Linked DNA regions of Sus scrofa: region 1 is linked to region 2. A link is a contact called in public HiChIP or PLAC-seq data. All regions are on one chromosome and are shown on one strand. Each heading gives the region's core, a stretch centred on a gene start, on an enhancer-like site or on the middle of the called end of the contact. The rest is flanking DNA. Distances are from core to core; before and after follow the strand shown.

What was found. HiChIP or PLAC-seq counts read pairs in DNA pulled down with a chosen protein or histone mark.
Region 1: a contact with region 2 is called in an H3K27ac HiChIP or PLAC-seq map of skeletal muscle, with 5 times the contacts expected there. The contact joins two enhancer-like sites. A contact is called at or near these places in 1 of 47 Hi-C or Micro-C datasets (embryonic fibroblasts) and 1 of 2 datasets of contacts at active chromatin or transcription factors (skeletal muscle).

The regions. Positions count from the first base shown.
Region 1 is chr7:81,096,809-81,103,306 of Sscrofa11.1, forward strand. The region is part of intron 1 of RYR3 (ryanodine receptor 3); the gene reads right to left. Among named protein-coding and RNA genes, the nearest start is that of RYR3, 110 kb to the right of the region's middle. Within about 2 kb of position 1,488, at least 8 of the 83 cell types and tissues checked have an H3K27ac peak or open chromatin away from gene starts, as enhancers often do. A contact at or near this core is called in skeletal muscle, where this site is marked.
Region 2 is chr7:80,866,919-80,872,619 of Sscrofa11.1, forward strand. It overlaps RYR3 (ryanodine receptor 3), which reads right to left. Exons shown (of 106, transcript XM_021099907.1): 25 at 4,806-4,953; 26 at 3,876-3,923; 27 at 3,719-3,873; 28 at 2,957-3,131. Among named protein-coding and RNA genes, the nearest start is that of RYR3, 340 kb to the right of the region's middle. Within about 2 kb of position 2,338, at least 1 of the 83 cell types and tissues checked has an H3K27ac peak or open chromatin away from gene starts, as enhancers often do. A contact at or near this core is called in skeletal muscle, where this site is marked.

The DNA.
Region 1 (6,498 bases), core at 238-2,737, 230 kb after region 2:
TACTGTTCATCATTTGAAAAGGTTGCTGAAATATGATAAACTCTTGCCTAAGACATAAATTTTTTGAGAATCATCTAAATCGGCAAGAAAAATACATGGTGTTTTGACCACATTTCTTGGGAAATGCAAATTATCTTCCTTAATAAACATAACAAGACCCCTCCTAGAAACACAAATGCCAGAATTTAAGAGGTTGCAAGGATGCCTCTTTTCCTTCAAAAAAAGGAGAGACATTTTATACATGAAAAAACAACCTTGGCATTAAAAAATTCTTGATTATTGAGAGTTCCCATTGTGGTACAGTGGAAATGAATCCAACTAGGATCCATGAGGATGCAGTTTCAAAAGCTGGCCTCGCTCAGTGGGTCAGGGATCCGGTGTTGCTGTGAGCTGTGCTGTAGATCGAAGACTTGGCTTGGCTCCCTCATTGCTGTGGCTGTGGTGTAGGCCAGCAGCTGCAGCCCCGATTTGACCCCCAGCCTGGGAACTTCCATATGCCATGGGTGTGGCCTAAAAAGCATAAAAAAATTCATGATTATCAAAATGGTACATTTGCCTTTCAGGCTCAGAGATGGGCAGACCATTCCCATCCTCAAAAGAACCCAGTAAAAAGATGGAGAAGCCATCCTATGGAATCTTATTTTCTCAAACAGAATCTTTTTCTCTTGATCAAGAGTCACCCCAGCTGCCTCCCTCCAGGAAGACTGGCTTTCCTCCTCCTTCCCCTGACACAAATGCATACAAACTTGGTTTTCTCCATTTAACAAGCAAAACTGTTTGCAAACAGGAAGCTGCCAAAGTGGGAGGGTGTGAAACAGGCAAACCGGAGGACAGTTCTGAAAAAGCACCAGCGGAGCAGGAGCCCGATTTAGCCATACTGCTCAGCTTCTGAGCTACAACCAAACCCATCCATTCCCAGGGGTGCAGGAAAAGGCCCTAGTTCCATCCCCCTGATGACAAAGGCTAGGCCCCGAAGGAAAGCCATAGGGCTTTCCTCTCCTTTCCCCAGAGGGCAGGGAGACCTCTGCGAACAAACATGGTCTGTTGGTTGGGATGGCTGCAAAGTGATCCTAGTGGTGACAACCAAGTTATTTGATGGAAACCCACGCACGACCACCTGCTGCCTCTCCCAAGGGCTTAGAGAGAGCCAGAGTTTCCGCTGTCAGCTCACTCCCCTGGGAGGAGCAGCATCAAAGCCTAGATCCATCTCAGGAACATACCTCTGGCACTTGGAAGAGGTCACCAGCAAGTCAGCACCCAGTACACCCCGCCCTTTCCAGCTACAAGCCAAGGGGTTATTACATGGAAAAACTGCATTCTTTTACCAGAAACCACCAACTCTATCAGCTCATAACTGTGTCTGCAGGGGAAATGAGCTCATTTCATTTCAATGATTGTATTTATAATCTAGTTGCCTAGGTAACTATCCCAAGTAACTTAGAAACTCTTCACTAAGGAGCCTAGTGAGTGGCACCAACAGGTGTAGCTGACACACAAGAAATGTCCATTTGATATTACATCCACAGTAACATGAGATTTCTTGGCAGGCAACTGTGACAAATTCTTTCTTGGGGGTTAATTTGGTCTTAAAATGTCTTCATGGAGCTGATGACCACAGAAAACCTCCAAAAAACAGCAAAGACAGATGAGAAACTTACTAAGTGTCCAACCGTTTTCTCCCTATGTCTCGGGGCTTATTGCTGAGGTGATAGCCACCAGCAAGGTCCATGAGAAGCCATCAGCATATAGCTGAAGAGCTGCACAGAAACACAATTTTCTAAGACACATCCTCTCAGAAAGTATGAAACCTCTGCAGCCTCCTGATTTTTGTGTGTGTGGGAAGTCAGGGAATTGACCACTCAAGGTCAGGTTGCTATTGCTGTAAGTCCTAGGATTCAGATTTTGGCAGCTTTGCTCAATTACTAAATAACTAACAAAGCAATTCTGAAGACAGACCATGCCCAGGAAACAGGTGATGCTGCACACTGACCCCACACCTATCCGATCTAAACCAGCCTTATACCCATTCTTTCTCATGTCTAGATGTGGCCGCATAACTTCCTCCCACTGGGTACATTTGGATGGAATGTACCAGATAGATTTGTTCACTTTGATACTAGCAATTACAAATGTCTGTCTCATATCTCTTAAGTAGCAGGAAGCTCATTTGCCTGGTATCACTTAATGCCTTGAAGATGTCCAGGTGACAGCTGAGTGATGGGTAGAGATAATGACACAATACTGTTTACATTGAGTCTGCATATCGCACTTTTCTCAAGGGCTCAGCAAGACAACTTCAGCACTAGAGAAATAAGACTTTCCAACAGCTGGAGAAAGAAAAACCCAGGCAGAGGGGGCTAAGACGCAGAGAACCAGCAGGAAGCTAGCTTCTAAGCCAAGGATGGATGTGGCAATGGTACCCCCTGGGCCTTCTACCCACTGCTGTGCTGCCTGGTGGGGGAAGGGGGGGATACACCCCACCCAGCACTCCAGAGATGAAAGAATTTACAGTGAATGCAAACTTCTCTGAGAGGCATTTACAACTCAATTCCAACTCTGACAATGAGATGAAAACATAGCACTAAAGCACACAGACTGCTCCTTGCTTTCTGAACAGTCAGCGTTCTTCACCTGACAAGCTTTTCTTCTCGAATCCATTATGGATGGCTAGTCCTGTGTTTGAATAATGAGGATGAACTTCAGTGACAAAAAGTTTGTCTAAACTTGTAACAAATCATTCTCACCATCTTGACATGTAGTGAATAATTAATTTCCACTGTAGAGGCTACCTGCCTGTTCACTTCAATTCTTCTCAGATGATTCCAAATTAGTGGAGCCTTGGGTCTGTCAAGCCAAGGATTCTGAAGAAGCAAAGCATTGTGTTCAGTTATTTAAAAATACATGAGAAGCAATAATGCCAGCGAGTCTGATGAGCTAGGAAATCAGGCCCAAATATTTGCTTCATCAGTGCCGTGCCGTGTATTCCCCAGGCAGCTGCATCATATGGGCTGATTCCACAGTTCCTCTGACTCTCATTTCTCACTGTACAAAGAGCCCCAGATCGTGAATTCCAAGTTCAAAACCAAAGAGAGAAGAGAAAGAGAATCTATTTTAACTTGACTTCCCCATTCTCTGGGTTTTCTATCTGCCTTGGACTGCTCTAAGCTATGGACATGATTGGAACCTGAGGATCACCAGACCTGGTACTTTCAGGAATCTCTTATGTTGCAATCTTCCTTCAAATCAGGTCTGAAGAAAGAAGGGAACGGGAACTGGCATTTCGTGATCCCCTTGTAACTTTTTAGTCTATAAAATAAATTGATTGGCTCCAAGAGGTGGGCTTTAATTCAGCTATTTTTCAAACATAGCTAGAACTCCAGGACTAAGAAACTCCTAGGACGCTATCTCTTGGATACCTACCTCTGGCCATGATGGAAAAAAAAGGACCAGATTTATCCTCTTAATTGAAATGACAATAGAAGGAAAAAAAAAAAAAAGACTAAGACAAGATAGGGTATAGGAAACAATGGTTTTAAGTCACTGGCCATCAGTGAACCCTACAGCTAGCCCTGCTTCCTTCTTGTGGGGGTTCCAGGCTGTGGCATGGGGAGGGGACACCCAGGGAGAACCTGAGTGAAGGAGGTGGAAGGAGCTGAGAACCTGCAGAGACCAAGAAGCTAATGTTCATGGGACAAGAGCTGCACAGACAGGAGCTCTGAATTATGCCCTGGAACAAGGATGCCTGTCCTGTATTTCTAAGGAGAATAAAGTCACCTAGGTCACTGGCTAAGCCAACTGGCTAACTGGAAATTCTCCACCTGCAAACACAAAGGTCACTGGTTCACAGAGTGAATCCCTGTGGTGTTATGAAAACGAGACACTTCAGGTTCTTGTTTTCTTTCTAACCCCCATCTGGACACACAGGCCCAAGTAGGATTTCTGTCAAATTTGTGAGGAATATTTTTCCAGGCATCGATCACTGTTAAGTCAATGACGATACATCTTAAAGATCCATTTTTTCACTCAATGGGGACAGTAATTGAGGTTCAGACCCAAAATACTTTTTTTTCTGCCCATGAGCATTCCCAGATAAAATGCATGCAGCATTTGAGACATACCAGAAAGTTATTTGTTCTTTATCTGCAATTCAAGTTTAGCTGGCTGTCCTTCCACCCGCCCCCCCCCCCACCGGCCCCCGACCTTTTCTAAATCTGGGAACCATACTCCCAAGCAATGCTGTATAGAAGAACTGTTCCTTCTGCCTGGAACTTTCTCCACAGATCATGCCAAGGCTCATTCTTCCATCAGGTATTTGTTCAGTGAGGCTCCTTCCCTCCACCCACACTAGCCTTCTCCCATTACTGTTTTATTTCTCTCCCCCCCCCCATATATATATATGTATGTAATATGTATATAAAATTTGCCTTTCTATTTATTGTTGTTCTCTCTCCTGTTCTAGAATAAACACTCAATTAGGTCAGGAACTTTGCTCCCTGATGTACCCTCAGAACCTAGACTTGAACCTGGCATGGATCTAGAATTCAATAAACATTTGTGGGAGTTCCCGTCGTGGCGCAGTGGTTAACGAATCCGACTAGGAACCATGAGGTTGCAGGTTTGGTCCCTGCCCTTGCTCAGTGGGTTAACGATCCGGCGTTGCCGTGAGCTGTGGTGTAGGTTGCAGACATGGCTCGGATCCCGCGTTGCTGTGGCTCTGGCGTAGGCCGGTGGCTACAGCTCCGATTCAACCCCTAGCCTGGGAATCTCCATATGCCGCGGGAGTGGCCCAAGAAATAGCAACAACAACAACAACAACAAAAAACAAAAGACAAAAAAATACAAAATAAAAAAAAATTAAAAAATAAACATTTGTGGAAGGACTCAATGGACTGGCCTGAGGTCATTCTCCATCCTCAGCAGGAGGGCTCTCAAACATCAGCTCACCTTCAGCTATGCCCAAATGGATTCTTCAGAGCACAGGGCCGGAGACTCTAGCCCGAGTCTCTAGGCTGCCTGTACTGTATCACATAAGGATTTGCAAGGCAGGGCCACCTAAACTCCATTTAGAGACCTTCTTTTATGGCAATTCTTTATTCTTAGGCTCTCACAAGCTTATTTTAGAAAAAAAGCTCCAGTGTAAATGTTCTTGAGAGGCAATTAAATCTCATTTGGTCAACACTTTCACTGCCAAGCTGATGTGTGCAGATCGCAGACAGAGGTTTTAAGGCAGTGAGGTGAGGCCAGAGGTGTGTGTGGGGGAAATGGAAGATTCCTGGGAGGGGAGCTGAAACTCAAAGGTCCAGCCATCTGGCCAACGGGAGCTAGCTATCTGTCATCAGTTGATCTCCTTGAAACTCCCTCCTCACCTATCTAATCAGAGAAGATCGTAATAGAAGAACACTTCTTTGGCATCCAATGACACTGCTATATCCAGGGATGCCTGACAAAGCACACAAAATGCTAACAGGCCACTGCAATATGCTTTCCATCCTTACCCCCTACTGTAGTCAAATACCCTTTCTAGCCACAGGGATGAGTGGCTAACTCAGGCTGGAAGGCTGGAGCAACACATTCTTCTAGGTATACTGTTTAGTTCAAGGGTAGGCACATGACCTGAGCATGGTCATTAAAGGTCCTTCTGAGAATGAATAGGGATGGGAGAGAACAGAGGAACACATTCTTTTCTCCAGAATCTATAACAGTGAGGATGCTAAGGGTCTGGGCCTCTGTCCCCTTGGAGAGAAGCTGCCTGAAAATAAAGCAGAGCCAACGAACAGACACAGAGCAGAATCCTGATGACATCACCTACATCCTCAGATCAACTGGGTTTGAAGCCAAGACCATCACTTAGACGATCCAATTACATTAGCACAAAAGTGTCCCATTTTACAAGCTCATTTGAGTTGTGTTTCTCACATGTGAAACTGAATGGGCATCTTAAATATACATCATTACTACCTACATGCCTTACCAGCTTGTAAGTGTTGGAGAAGCATCTATCCAGTGAGCTGACCACTGTTTTCTACTGGAGAAATTACTGATTGAACACATAATATATCCAGGCTGAAAGAATTTATCAGCATACCAGAGTGAGTTCATGGTTCTCCAGATTTGCTCAACCCTATTTCTTTTCACTATGGAAGGCAAGATAAACCTCATGCAGTCCCAGTATCTTATCTCTCTGGCCTAGAATCTTAGCCAAGTAACTCAGTGCAAAGTCCTAGGGCACATCCCTAGAGAGTGGATGCAAGACAGTTTATAAGGTCACATCTTACCCAGTGAAACCCCAAGCCAAATACTTAACACAGTGGGTCAGGACTGGGGTTAGTGCCTCAGTCTTCAGTGCCAGGACTGTGGCCTTAAGAATGAAAACCAGCCATGGCTGCCTGCTCAGGTCACTAAGCCACCTCTCACACTAAAAATACTCACCCAGGAAGACCAAAGTTTTCCTTTGTATGTGTCATAAAAAATATCAACTTGTGGCTCAGAGAAAACTTT
Region 2 (5,701 bases), core at 1,088-3,587:
TTAGCGTAGACAGCTCATATTCTTTATTTAACCTTAGTTCCAATCCCACTCTTACAGAATTTTCATTCCTATTGGTCATTTGGTGTTTCTAATCTACTGCTTCGCATTGGGAGTCATATATATCCATGTATCCATTGGTAGTTACCTATGTGTCCATATTGTCATATTTATTTTTCCAACTAGAAAACAAACTCCTTGACATTGCTACTGTTTGCATTTGTGTAAACTATAGACCACTGCTTCTCACACCTGATTTATTTATTTTTTGTCTTCTATTTTTTGGGCCGTGCCCGAGGCATATGGAACTCCCCAGGCTAGGGGCTGAATCAGAGCTGTAGCTGCCAGCCTACACCACAGCCATAGCAATGCCAGATCCAAGTCGCATCTGCAACATACACCAAAACTCAGAGCAATGCCAGATCCTTAACCTGCTAGGCAAGGCCAGGGATTGAACCTGCATCCTCTTGTATAGTAGTTGGGTTCGTTACTGAGGAGCCACAATGGGAACTCGCTTCTCATATTTTACAATTTTTTTTTTTTTTTTGTCTTTTTGAGGGCCGCACCTCGGCATGTGGAGGTTCCCAGGCTAGGGGTCTAATCAGAGCTGTAGCTGCTGGCCTACACCACAGCCACAGCAACGCCAGATCCGAGCCGCGTTTGCGACCTACACCACAGCTTATGCTTAACCCACTGAGCAGGGCCAGGGATTGAACCCGCAACCTCATGGTTCCTGGTCAGGTTCGTTTCCACTTGCCACAAGGGAACTCCGCTTCTCATATTTTAAAGTGCATGTGAACCTCCAGAGTATCTTGTCTGAAGGCAGTTTCTGGTTCAGTAGGACTGGCGTGGGGTCTGAGACTCTGCATTTATTAACAAGTAGATCACACTTTGAGTAGCAAGGCTTTAGACTTTACAGAGTTCTTAGAACTCTGCACACAGGCAAGATTCTTGTTTCCTCCTTATGCTAAGCCAAAGCCTCATAGATAATCAACCTCCTCCAGTCCACACTCAGGAGAGCCACGAAAAGGTGGCTGGTCTTTGGACCTTCCCTGCTCTCCTTGGGGATGAGCCTGAATCCTCCAGGTCTCCCTTCTCCTCCAGCCTCACAAAGACAGCACTGCCTGTGGGGACTACTTTGTCAATATCTGTTTCCAAAGAGCAGAGCCAGAGGATGGATCTTTGCCGGTGCCCTTAGGTCTGCCCTTTTATCCAAACCAGTGCATAAGCCATTCTTTCTGCTGGCAGCATCCTTCCCAGTTGTCTCTCAAAGTACATTTCTTTCTTTAAAACTTTGATTTTATACCTTTTCAGAAGGCATTAAAACATGACCCCATCAGGCTTCAGGTATTCTATCTTTCTAGGAAAATACACTGACTTGCAACTTTTCTGTTTGCTCAAATATGGAGCTCTTAAAAAAAGCTTTAAAACTCTTTTAAGGTCCAGTTGGGTGGGTATGTGGCTGATAAAAGGTGTCTGTAAAAAGTGTGAAAGTGAGTTATAAAGCTAAAACAATTTGTATATAAAGAATATTTTAGGAGTTCCCATCATGGCATAGCAGAAACAAATCCGACTAGGAACCATGAGGTTGCGGGTTTGATCCCTGGCCTCGCTCAGTGGGTTAAGGATTTGGTGTTGCTGTGAAGTGTGGTGTAGGTTGCAGATTTGCCTCAGATCCTGCATTGCTGTTACTGTGGCATAGGCCAGCAGCTGTAGCTCTGATTCGACCCCTAGCGTGGGAAGCTCCATGTGCCACAGGTGCAATCCTAAAAAGCAAAATAAATAAATAAAAATAAATAAAATATAAATAAAAAGAATATTTTATATGTATTAAAAATATACTCATGTATTTCTGCTGCTCTAGCCTCTGCAGTTTTATCTTTTTTAACTGTCTGGGGGAGGCGGGACTATTTCTTTTTGTAGTCTCAGAAGTTTAGAGCTACCAGAGCTGTGATCTTTTACAGAGGGGGAAATGAGGTCAAAGAGGTTAAATAAAGTCAACCCAAGACGTCACAGGTCGGGAGGGCAGGGGCAGGATGGGAACCCAGCCCTCCTGCCCTGAGCAGCCTCTCTTCCTCTCAATCTCCCTACCTCCTCCTCGTCTGCACCAAAGCAGCAGAGACTGGCCCAGCACCAGGGAAGGGGCTGTGGACACAGTAGGTGTTGAGACACCGACATAGAATCTGACACCCGAGGAGGGTGTTGGCCCGTAGGTAGTCTACTGTCTTATTTCCTGGTACAGATGAAGAAGGCAAAGCCTGGCAAAGTCAAGACTCTGGGAACCACACAGCTTCCTAGGAATGGGTCAGCTGACCTGCAGTCCAGTGCTTCTTCCCTGAGTGCCAACACCTTGGGTTCATAACGGAGGAGTTAAATGTAGATGGGAAATAAGAAGCTCCCTTGGGTAGCTGGAAGTATGCCCTAATGGCTGTTTATTTGTGGTGACTAACAAGTGCGACTGTACTTGGGTTTCATGGTGTGTTTGAATTTAAAAATAAATTCTATTTCATTCAAGGGAACTGCTAAGTTGAACTTCTGTGTTTCATTGATTCTCATCAAAGCATCAAGTTCAATTCACAAACATTCAGACTGACAGGTCAAATCAGAATAAGAGGATAATTCTTTAATTCCTGCCTTTTCTTTCCTGCCAGGGACATTGTCCATATGCAATTAGCATTTCCTTTGTGATACCACTGGGAAACCCCCAGGAACCTTAATGCGCCAAGGCACAGGGCAGGAATTAGAGGGGAGCTTCTTTGTCAGTCTCTCTGGAAGTACATCAACTATCACTAGTACTTGACTTGATTCTTCAGAATTGAGTGTAAGGGCGCATCTTCACCACCAGGGTTTCAAATCTGCAAAAGTCAGTGTGCCCTGAGTGAGTAGGTAGAGGGCCTCACCCTGCTCCCTGGATCATCTTTCATCTTCTGGATGCAAGGGGGAAGGTGGGCAGACTTACCGTTGTCAATCTCATAGTCAGCGAAGGCAAGTTCAGAGCCTTTGTTGGTGATCAGCAGCTCCCCATTCAGCGTGAAGATCATTGAAGCATCTTCGAGGTTGATCATACATCCAACCACATCTCCTGGCTGCCAGGTCCGTCCAAAATACCCACTCCCTTGATGCCAACGCTGACCCTGGAAGACAAGTGCCCAGGGCTTAGAAAAATGAGGTCCTAGAGGCCCCCTGGGAAGCTAAAGAAATGATCTCATGTGCGATTTCTCCTCATGGGCAGTTGCACCTGGCTTCCACAAGGCATTTGCCTTTATACTAAGGACATCTCATAGGAGAAATGGTCTACGTACAGATAAGTGAAGTTGAGACATACATGGCTCATCAGAAAAGGTGACGTGAATCTCCCGTTACCTAGTAAGCTATGAAAACAAGCTGAACTCCCTCTTAAACAAAATGATACGATTTCCCCACATATTCACTACACGGTGTTCTGTAAGCATCCTCTGCAGAGGGGGGCACAGGCTCAGAGGGGCAAAGCAGAGACAGAGGTGATGACAGAAAGGCCTAGAGTGTGCAGGCCTTCCTTTCTCTAGAGCAAAACACACAGGGACAGGCGTTAGGTGATGGTCACTCAATGGTCTAAATTAGCCAGTGGGGGCTCCTCACTCTTAAAGCCAGCAGTCTAGATACTCAGTGCTTCTAACTTCTGGGGACATGTTTGGAGCAGAAAACCCTGGGCTGAGGATGTGTGGACACCAGCCAGACTCACCCTGCTGCCTTCAAACACAAAGGCTTGGTCGTCAGCCCCCAGCTCGATGTCAGGCCGACAGCCTGGCCTGGCCCAGCCGACCCGCATGTCTCCTCCGGTCACCACCTCAAACTCAAAATACCACTTTCCTGATCTCACTGCATAAGAGCGTTCACCCGGAAAAATCGGATCTTGTCTATGCTGACTTTCTCCACGGCTGGGTCAGCTGTCGAGAAAGGAAGGGAGTCAAGGGTGCAGGACGGAGTGAGAGAACAGAGGCTTTTAATAATTAGGTAGCATTCCTCAAAGGACTTTGAACAACAAAGACTGATGATAGATCTCGTACCATCCAACAGAGCATTCTGTACATAATGTAATCATCATCACTATCATCACCACATAACAAGAGTACAAGTTACCACGCACCGAGTGATGGCTCTATAGTAGAAACTAAAACTCAGTTTTCTTCACAATAATCCTATGATGTCAGTATTACTGTCTTCATTTTACAGATGAAGAAATTGAGGCTCGGAAGGTTCATGTGCTCAAGGTCACAGAGTCAATAAACCAAGGAGAGCAAGCATTTGAACCCAAGTCTGTCTTACTCCACATCTACCCCCTTAACCACTTTTTTACTGCCCCACTAGCTTAGTATCTCCCAGTGTATAGAATATCCTAGTATCTCCTAGGGTCTGAGATGACAATGACCCTTTAAATATACATAAGCTGGTGATGTTAATAGTGCTAGAATTCAATTAAAGTAAGCTATATTCACAAGTTTGGAAAACAAGACAAATAACAGTAACTTGGTTTTGTGAGCAAATATCCTAAAAAGCTCAGCTACGCTGGAGGATAACTTATGCCCTGTGGGACTGGGTCATAGACGTGCTCGTTACAGAAACATCTGCCAAGGGGACACTGCTTTATTATCAGCATGGTTCCCTCCTTCTTCTCCCTACTTCTTGAAGTTCACCATTTAGACCAATAGCGGCCTCTACACCAATAGCATTTCTAACACTGTAAGTTAGACCTATTCAAAGTCGGCATTTCTCCAGAAGAAGACCTGTTGAGTAAGTTGGGGCCAGAATGAACACTCTCCACTCGTTACCTAGTTCTTGGTCTGACGGTTCAATGTTATAGCCATAACCAACAAATGTCCGAACAGCCTCACGAAGGCTATCTCTGTTTGACTTCTTGGTCCGCTCATCCAGTAGTGCATAAGGCACCAGACGGGGATTTCTTTTGTTTTTTAAATCCTATGTGAAACCAGAGAAAACAGAGGGTGAAAAAGGCATTTGGTTTTGACAGAGAGCTTGTCCTGCTCACATATTCTTAGTGACAGTCCTGGCTTCCCGCTAGGAGTCTGCTAGTTCTTCTCCCAGTGCCTTGATATTTAGCAATGTACATACTTGCCACTTCTTTTCAGGATTAAATGAGTATAAATGAAAAAATTTTTTTACTAGCATTCAAAGCTAGCATTTAAAAACACATTTTAATAATGTCAGCCTGTGAATAAAATGAAGCGTCATGAAATTGGTTAGAAACCTCTCCATTCCCAAGGCGAGGCAGATGGGGGTTTGCCTAATTATTTCTCTAGGAAAGAACATGCCAGGATTTAAGCTGTTGTGGCCTCTTCACAACAGATAACTAACAGAGACATCTCAGCTCATAGAGAAATATCTGAAAAGGTAGCAGAGCCATAGTGGGTCCATTTCATTGCAATAGACACATATTTGAATTAGAGTCCTCCGTTCCTTGATATGGACTAAGAAGACGACAATGGTAGTGACAAGTCACCTAACATAACATGCTGTTCTGAACCCCTCACTTTCTTTGCCATGGTTTTCATAGTTGCGGTTTTCTTGATTCTAGGCACTGAAGGCTCATTTATGAATGAACATGCATGTGCACACAGCTACCCCTGAACTTCTCTCACCCTGAGCTGAACCCAGTACTTACTGAGACGAGGGGAGTATTACAAAATGTGAGATGTGCCAGATGGTT